2 separate regions of the Gossypium hirsutum genome follow, and region 1 is linked to region 2. Evidence: chromatin contacts called from public Hi-C data. All regions are on one chromosome and are shown on one strand. The core of a region is the stretch at or near the end of the contact, and the rest is flanking DNA. Distances in the headings are between cores, read along the strand shown. Region 1 has its middle 20 kb from the start of LOC121229955. Region 2 has its middle 15 kb from the start of LOC121229955.

What was found. Hi-C and Micro-C count contacts between places; a contact is called where the count stands out from the background.
Region 1: a contact with region 2 is called in a Hi-C map of leaf, with 2.1 times the contacts expected there. The contact joins two enhancer-like sites. A contact is called at or near these places in 10 of 34 Hi-C or Micro-C datasets (callus, fibers, leaf and 1 more).

What each region holds. Positions count from the first base shown.
Region 1 is chrA05:70,353,288-70,358,164 of Gossypium_hirsutum_v2.1, forward strand. No RefSeq gene overlaps it. Among protein-coding and RNA genes, the nearest start is that of LOC121229955, 20 kb to the left of the region's middle. Within about 2 kb of position 3,329, at least 4 of the 9 cell types and tissues checked have an H3K27ac peak or open chromatin away from gene starts, as enhancers often do. A contact at or near this core is called in fibers and leaf, where this site is marked.
Region 2 is chrA05:70,318,152-70,322,510 of Gossypium_hirsutum_v2.1, forward strand. No RefSeq gene overlaps it. Among protein-coding and RNA genes, the nearest start is that of LOC121229955, 15 kb to the right of the region's middle. Within about 2 kb of position 2,655, at least 3 of the 9 cell types and tissues checked have an H3K27ac peak or open chromatin away from gene starts, as enhancers often do. A contact at or near this core is called in fibers and leaf, where this site is marked.

The DNA.
Region 1 (4,877 bases), core at 2,079-4,578, 36 kb after region 2:
TTATGTCCCTGCCCTTTGTACACACCGCCCATCGCTCTTACCGATTGAATGGTCCAGTGAAGTGTTTGGATCACGTCGATGTGGGTGGTTCGCTGCCTAGGACGTCGCGAAAAGTCTATTGAACCTTATGATTTAGAGGAAGCAGAAGTCGTAACAAGGTTTCTGTAGGTGAACCTTTAAACAGATGCGTAACCAAATTGGATCCTTACAGGCAAAGATAAACATAATTATTGATGGTCAGGGGAGCAATTACGAGGGAAATAAACTCAAAGCTATGCGGTTAAAGCTTGGAAATTTGCTGGATACAGAGGAAAAATATTGGGCTCGAAGGTCGAGGGTTAATTGGTTAAAAGAGGGCGATAGGAATACTCTTTTTTTTCATGTCAGAGCCACTAATAGGAGGAAAAAGAAAAACAACATTGCTAGGCTTAAAGATATCAACGGCTTCTGGACAGAGAACACGGTTGATATTTGCAAAGCCATCAAGGAGTATTTTTAACTTTTGTTTAAGTCAAATTTAAATTCGAATAGTGTGCTTAACCTTGACTATATTGAGAGGTGCATTTCAAGGGAGGATAATGACAAATTATTAAAGGATTTTATAGACAGTGAGGTCAATGAGGCTTTTAGTCAAATGGATCCAAGGAAAACCCCGAGAATTGACTGGTTTTTGGGAAATTTTTTTAGAGAAAATTGGGACGTTGTTGGAGAGGATGTTATTAAACAGTGCCTTGATATTCTTAGAGGAGAAAAAAATGTGGACTATTTAAATGATACCATTATTGTTTTAATCCCTAAAATTAAAGAGTCAGTGGACATGACTAATTTTAGGCCCATTAGTCTTTGCAGGGTGATATACAAAATCGTTGCCAAAGTGCTAGCCAACCGGCTGAAAGAAACGCTTCCGTTATGCATTAGCCAAAACCAAAGTGCTTTTGTTCCGGGGAGGATGATCCATGATAACATTTTGAATGCCTATGAGCTAGTCCATTATCTTCAGAGTGCGAAGAACGGCCATAATAAAGGGTTCATAATTAAACTCGACATGAGCAAAGCATACGACCGGGTGGAGTGGAACTTCATTGAAGAGGTGATAAAAAAAATGGTCTACGCTGATGAATGGGTGACAAAAATCATGAGATGCGTTCGACCGGTTCGTTATGTTGTCAAGTGCAATGCTATCCTATCTGAAACAATTGTGCTAGAAATAGGCCTTAGACAGGGGGACCCTCTCTCTCCTTATCTTTTTTTTATTTTGTATGGAAGCATTTTCAAATCTATTAATTCGTGCTCAGAATAATAATATGCTTAAGGGTATTTGGGCTAGCACAAATGGGCCTCATATTAATCACCTTTGTTTTTCCGATTACGCTCTTCTTTTTGTTCAAAATAAAAAAAAAGGAACGTTGAGGAGATTGTGAATATTATTTCAAGTTTTAGTAGGGTTTCGGGCTAAGAGGTTAATAAGGATAAGTCTATGATTATGTTTAGCCCAAAAACCCCAGCGGACCGTAGGCATCTTTTTAGCTCTATGCTTGGCATGCATCCTGTTGATAAGCTTGATAGTTATTTGGGCTTCCACTACCTGTTAGTAGGAAAAATCTTTAGCATTTAGTGACATTATCAATCGGTGTACATGCAGAGTAAGGAGCTGGTCGAAACATTTGCTTTCATACAGAGAGAAAGAGGTCTTCAACAAGGCGATTATTCAAGCTATTCCGACCTGCGCATTTTCAGTTTTTTTGGCTCCAAAAGGCATTATGAAAAACTTCATTCAAAAATAGGAAGGATGTGGTGGACTAATAACGACAAAGCTAGCGGGTGGGAAATGATGGCGTGGGAAAAAATGTGTTACCTGAAGGGTATGGGCGGCATAGGCTTTTAAAACTTACACCTTTTCAACTTGGCTCTCTTGGGGAGACAGGTTTGGCGGCTTATGTCTCAACAGGACAATTTATGTTACAAGGTCTTAAGTGCAAAGTATTTCCCGGATGGGGACGTGTTCAGTTGCGAATGGTGCGATGAACCATCCTTCACTTGGGCGAGCATTGCCAAGGCGATTGACACGCTTAAGGACGACTTTATATGGCGAGTAAGAGATGGCAACATGATATATCTTAGACGGGACCACTAGGGGGGTGAAGGCATTACAGGGGAGTCGGCTTGTCAGTCTGCTTTTACTAATAATGATAGAAAAGTCAAAGACTTGTGGGACCACGGAAACAGGCAGTGGAAAAAGGAGAGGGTGATCGAGATTTTTTTTTGAAAAAAAATCAACCCAAAGGTCTACCTTATTTTATTGTATCTTTAATGATAATATTATGGATATCCGACGGATAATCCATATCAAAGAACAAATTAAATTTATTCGTAATAGCTAATTTACACAAATAACCCGTTGCAGTATTACTATTACGATTGATCTAATTAATTTGGACAGAATTAAAATTTTTAAAGGCTGGTGATAATTTGGGGGACTGCATTTGCAATTTGCCCATTCCTCATAATAGCATCAAAGATACCAGGATGTGGATTCAAAACCCGTACGGTATCTACACTTCCAAATCAGCTTATTCTTGGATGATTCTTAAGAAAGTTGGTTTCGGCCCCTATAGATTTTTTTGATGCACCATTTGAAAACTAAAGATGCTTCTAAAGATTAAAATTTTCAGCTTGAGAATAGGTCACAACATACTCCCAACGTTTGATAATATTGCTCATATTTTCCAGGGTTTCAATAATATATGCTCGAGATGCCAAAGCAAAGATGAAACGCTGATTCACGTGATGAAAGACAGCCCAAAAGCTCGTGAAATCCTTATTGCTGGGGTTTTAAACAACAAATTACTTGAAGGGGTTTACACCGACTGTATCGACTGGCTCGAAGAAGTGTTTCAAGAGCTTGACAACAAGGCTACTACTGACTTCTTAACTCTTCTCTGGAACAGTTGGAATGATAGAAATAATATGGTCTTTAAAGGTAAGACGGATGCTGCGGTGATGATATGGGAAAGGGCGCAAACACTTAGTAAATACTTTAGAATTTTTAACTTCACCGAGCCTCAGATTATCCCTCCGACTCCGATGAATATGGGCTGGAAAACCCCTCCGACTGGCTATATCAAGGTGAATATGGATGCTGCTATTTTGAATAGGTGCAGTGGTTTTGGTGTAGTCGCAAGAGATAAGATGGTTTTGTTCTGGGGGGTTGTTATAAGTTCAGGAATGAATTCCTAAAGCTATGGATGTTAGCTGGGCTGAGCTGAAGGCGTTTACTAAAGGATTAAAGCTGGCCAAAAAATTAAATGTGACCCAGCTTATTTTTGGAATCGGACAGTGCAATGCTGGTCAACAAGGTCAATAAGCGGGCTCAGGTTATTACCATATTGGGCCACTGCATTAGGCAAGAGTGCTAAGCCTTTAAAAATTTTAATTCGGTCCAAATTAATTGGATCAATCGTCATAATAATACTGTTGCGGATTTTTTTGTGTAAATTAGCTGTTACGAAAAAATGTGATTTGTACTTTGATATGGATTATCTGATGGAGATCCATAACTTTATCATTCATGATGCAATAAAATGAGGTAGACCTTTGGGTCGTTTTTCTTTCAAAAAAAAAAGAATGTCGACTGGTAGCACATTAACAAAGTTTTTTTACCTCTTTAGGGGGGAAGTGGTATTGAGCGACCAGGGGTTATCCAGGGCACTGCCCATGCCCATCGCATGTCCGGACATCGGTGCCCCCCACCACTGGTTAGGTTTTCGGCTGTGCTCCGACGATCCATCCCGGTGATGCTCCGACGATTCTCTGACGAGCCATCTCGAGATATACAAAACGATGCAATGAGTCCTTCCCCAATCCCAAAGGTAGAATTCAAATACTGTTACATGTCCGGTACCCAATAATAAATAAATGATCTCGGTCCCTCCCCAATCCCAAAGGTAGAATTCGGATACCATTGCATGTTCAGTGTCCAACAATGAATGAATTGTCCCTGCCCCTCCCCTTTTCCAACAAAAGCCTCGGGCACCTTTGGCCCTCAGTTGTGCAGTAGCCTTGTACACCATCGACAGCGTGTACCATCCCGTGGTGTGGGGCCATCGGGCACCATCGGCTCCTTCGATATGTGGGAGCATCGGGCAGCACTGGCACCTTGGTGCATCGGATGTGCAGGAGGGTCGGGCACCAAAGATAATTTTGGGCCCCCATTGGTACAGTAGCGTCGGCACCAAAGATAATTTTAGGTTGTGGGAGGCGATTTCAAAGCCATCCTCAACAATACTGAGAAGGACAGGGGCAGCAGAAAGCCTAGAGGTTTTATGGAGGACTTCTATGATATTTTGGAGGAACTGGTGCTTGTAGATGTTAAAACTAACAATGGTTGGTTCATGTGGTCCAATAACAGATAGGGTCCCAATCTTTTCAAGGAAAGACTGGATAGATTCCTCATTTCTGAGGATACTATTGGTAATATGCCTTTTATCAGTACTATGATTGTTCGCCAATCCAAGTCTGATCATGAGGCAATTTTGTTGAACACTTTGGGGAGCAAGCCAAGGGAGAAGAACACCATGGGCACGCCCGTGTGCCCTAATTTTTGCCCATGTGTTTCGCGATTTTTAAATTTAGGCGCGTCTAACATTCGCCCCACGCCCGTGTTCCTTGGGCGTGTGGGGCATAAAGTCATGTCGCACGGTCGTGTCTTACTTCCGTAACCCTCACAGATCCTTTTCATCTAAGTCTGCTTACTCGTGGTTGACCCTCAAGCATGTTGGGTATGGCCCTCATCAGATTTCTTAGAGATTAACGTGGAAACTAGAAACTCTCCCCAAAATCTGTATTTTCTGTTGGAGATTGGGTCACGACATTCTCCC
Region 2 (4,359 bases), core at 1,405-3,904:
GAAAAAGTGGTGGGCTGGTCATGATTTGGAAGGAAAGCAATAAGGTTGAGATTCAAACTTATTACATCAACCATATTGACTCGATGATCCATGTGGAGAATGACAATCCCATTCGTTTTACGGGGTTCTATGGAAATACCAATCCAAACACAAGACAATACTCGTGGAATATGCTTAGAAGCGTTGGTAAGTCCGTTAAAGAGAAGTGGATCATTGAGGGTGATTTTAATGCGGTACTTGACAATGTAAAAAAGGAGGGGGTAGGAGAAAGCCAAATTCTCTTATGGAGGACTTCTGTGAGGTCGTTAATGAGCTCTTGATGGTTGACTTGAAATCAGACAATGGGTAGTTTACCTAGGTTAATAACATAGAGGGTATAGTAATGGTTAAAGAGAGACTTGATCGTGTCTTGATGTTTGCTAATGATGTGGCTAGCTTCCCTTTTATAGAGACAAATGTGATCCATCAATCCATCTCTGACATGATGCTATTATTTTAGATATTGAAGGTCAGAAACCGAGAGATAGACTTAGAGATCCCAGAATTTGTTTTAAATACGATGTCTACTGGGCTAAAGATGAGGAGGCAAAAAAATTATCACGGAAGCTTGGCAGAAAGGTACAAAGGATGTAATGGGAAAGATTGAGAAGGTAGGCAAAGAGCTTGGAGGGTGGCAATATAAAAAGCTTAAACAAATGTGCAACCAGATTGGTACCCTGCAGGTGAATATAAACAAAATCATTGATAGCTAGGGGAGCATTTATGTAGGCAAAAAGCTCAAAGCTATGAGATTGAAGCTCGGTATTCTTTTGGATAAAGAGGAGAAGTAAATGGTTAAAGGAGGGGGGACACGAATACCTGGTTTTTTCACGTTAGAGCCACGAACAGAAAGAAAAAAAAACAACATTGCTAGACTTAAAGATATGAATAGATACTAGAGAGATAACACAGTGGATATATGCAAAGCGGCCAGAGAGTATTTTCAAAATTTATTCAAGTCAAATTTAAATTGTAATACTGTGCTAAACCTTGACTATATAGAGAGATTTATTTCATGGGAGGTAAATGACAGACTGTTGAAGAATTTTATAGATAACGAAATTAATGAAGCTTTCAGTCAAATGGATCCTAGGAAATCCCCAGGAATTGACAGTTTGTCAGGGAATTTTTTTAGAGAAAACTGTGAAGTGGTAGGGGAGGATATTATTAAGTTGTGTCATGATATTCTTAAGGGTGCAAAAAATATGGATTGTTTAAATGATACTATTATTGTTCTAATTTTTAAAATTAAAGAGCCTATAGATATGACTAATTTTAGGCTGATCAGTCTTTGTAGGGTGGTGTACAAAATTGTGGCCAAAGTGCTAGCAAATCATTTGAAGGAGACACTCCTGTTATGCATTAGCCAAAATCAGAAGCCTTTGTTCTGGGGAGGATGATTCACGACAACATTTTAATTGCCCATGAGCTAGTCCATTATCTCCAAAGTGCAAAGAATGGACCTGACAAAGGATTCGTAATTATGCTCAACATGAGCAAAGCATACGATCAGGTGGGGTGGACTTTTATCGAAAAGGTGATGAAAAAAATAGGCTACGCAAATGATTGAGTGACTAAAATAATGAGATGCATTCGATCGGTCCGTTATGTTGTAAAATGCAATTCTACCCTATTCGAGATGATTGTGTCAGAAAGGGACCTCAGACAGGGGGATCCTCTCTCTCCTTACCTATTTTTATTTTGCATGGAAGCGTTTTCAAAGCTGTTAATTCGTGCTAAAAAAACAATATGCTTAAGGGAATTTGGGCTAGCATAAATGGGCCTCATATTAATCACCTTTTTTTGGTCGATGATGCACTCCTTTTTATTCATAATAAAAAAAGGATGTAGAGGAAATTGTAAATATTATTGCAATTTTTAATTGTAATTTGGGCCAAGAGGTTAACACGGAGAAATCTATGATTAAGTTTAGCCCAAAAACCCCGTTGGCCCAAAGGCAACTATTTAGTTCTATGCTTGTCATGCGTATTGTTGATAAGTTAGATAGTTACCTAGGGTTAGCATTACCTGCTAGTAGAAAAAAATCATTAGCTTTTCCTAACATTATTAATAGGTGCAATAGCAGAATAAACAGTTGGTCAAAACGCTTGCTATCTTACGGAGGGAAAGAGGTCTTCATCAAAGCCATTATTCAGGCTATTCTGACTTATGCTTTCTCAGTCTTTCTAGCCCCAAAAGGCATTATTGAGGACCTTCATTCACAAATGGGTCGGATGTGGTGGACTAATAATGAGAAGACTCGTGGCTGGGCTATGATGGCTTGGAATAGGCTATGTTATCCAAAGGGATGGGAGGCATGGGTTTTCGAGATTTACATTTGTTTAACTTGGCGTTATTAGGCAGACAGGTTTGGAGACTTATGACTCAAAAGGATACTTTATGTTTTAATGTGTTAAGTGCCAAATATTTCTTAGATGGTGACGTGTTCAGATAAAAATAGTGTAATAAACCATCTTTCACTTGGGCGAGTATTGCTAAGGCACCTGAAGTGTTAAAAGATGGCTTTATATGGCAAGTGGGTGATGGTGTCACGATTGATATTAGGTAGGACCATTCGGGGGTTGAAGGCATTAAAGGTGAGTTGGTTTGTCAGTCCATTTTTACTAATGATGAAAGAAAAGTCAAAGATCTTTGGGACCACAATGATAGGTGGCGGAAAAGGGAGAGGGTTATTGAGATTTATGGTGAATATTTGAAGGACTGCATTTGCAATTTATCCATTTTCCATAATAATGTTAAAGATACCAGGACGTGGATTCAAAACCCGCATGGTTTCTACACGTTTAAATCTGCTTATTCATGGTTGATCTTGAAGAAAATTGGTTTTGACCCCTACAGATTTTTTTGGTGCGCCATTTGGAAACTCAAGATGCTCCCAAAGATTAAAAACTTCAACTGGAGGATCGGCCATAATATCCTCCCCACTATCGACAATATCGCTCGAATTCACCAGGGGTTCACAAATACCTCTCCGAGATGCAATAACAAAGAAGAAACGCTGATTCATGCAATGAAAGACTACCCAAAGGCCTGTGAAATTCTTATTACAGAAGGGTTAAATAACAGGCTGATCGACAGGGACTACATCAATTGTATCGCTTGGCTGGAAGATGTTTTTCGTGAACTTGAAAACAAAGATGCAACTAATTTTTTAACTCTTCTCTGGAATAGCTGGAATGATAGAAATAATATGGTGTTTAAAAGCAAGATGAATGTAGTGTTGACAGTTTGGGAAAGGGCGCAAACATTAAGCAAAGACTTTAGAATCTTCAACCTGACAGAACTATCGATCATTCCCCCTACTCCAGCGAACAAGGGTTGGAAAAAACCCCCCAACTGGCTATGTCAAGGTGAATATGGATGCATCTATTTCGAATGTAAGCAGTGGATTCAGCACCATCACGAGAGATCAGGATGGATTTGTCCTTGGGGGCTGCTATAAATTTGTTGAAAAGTTAATGGATGTTAGTTGGGCGGAGTTGGAAGCTTTTAATGAAGGATTAAAGTTGGTTGTCTGGTTAAATGCGGCTCGGCTAATTTTGGAATCTGACAGTGCTATGCTGGTCAATACAGTCAAAAAAAGGACACCAGATGTTACTATTCTGGGTCAGCGCATTAAGCAGGATTGTAAAGCTTTTAATATGTTTGCTTCGGTCCATATTAATTGGATTAATTGCAATAGCAATAATGTAGCTAATTTATTTTGTAATTTAGCCATTAAAAATAGAGTTGATTTGTATTTTGATATAGATTATTCGTTGGATATCCATAACATGATTATTCGAGAAGTAATAAGATAATGTTGACCTTTGGGTCGTTTTTCTTTTTAAAAAAAAAAAGAATGTCGCCTGGTTCGTCATGTTTTTCGTCTAGCAAAGTATAACGCGTAGGTTTGTGCAAGTGTACACAGTCATTATCAAGTAATAAGTAAATATCAAGTTATCGTCTCCATAGGGATTGTATTTGTGTTAAATCACTTAGTTGCAAAATTATACTAACAACTTGGTAAATAAAAACACACTATGGTTGAGAAGTGATGATTAAAATTGAATATATTAAACTAAATGAAATGATCCTTAATGCAAGTTATCCTAAGTATGCAAACTATATGAATGAAATATATTTTAGCAAAATTAAACACAATTTGCAACAATTATAACATAAATAAACTAGGACAATTACTTTAATTAAACTCAATTTATTATCAACATGCTTAATAACATTCGGAAAAAACATTCCATGGCAACTCAATCTTTCATGAGTTTGGAAACCACATTAGGTCCTTTCGGAATCCTTTAC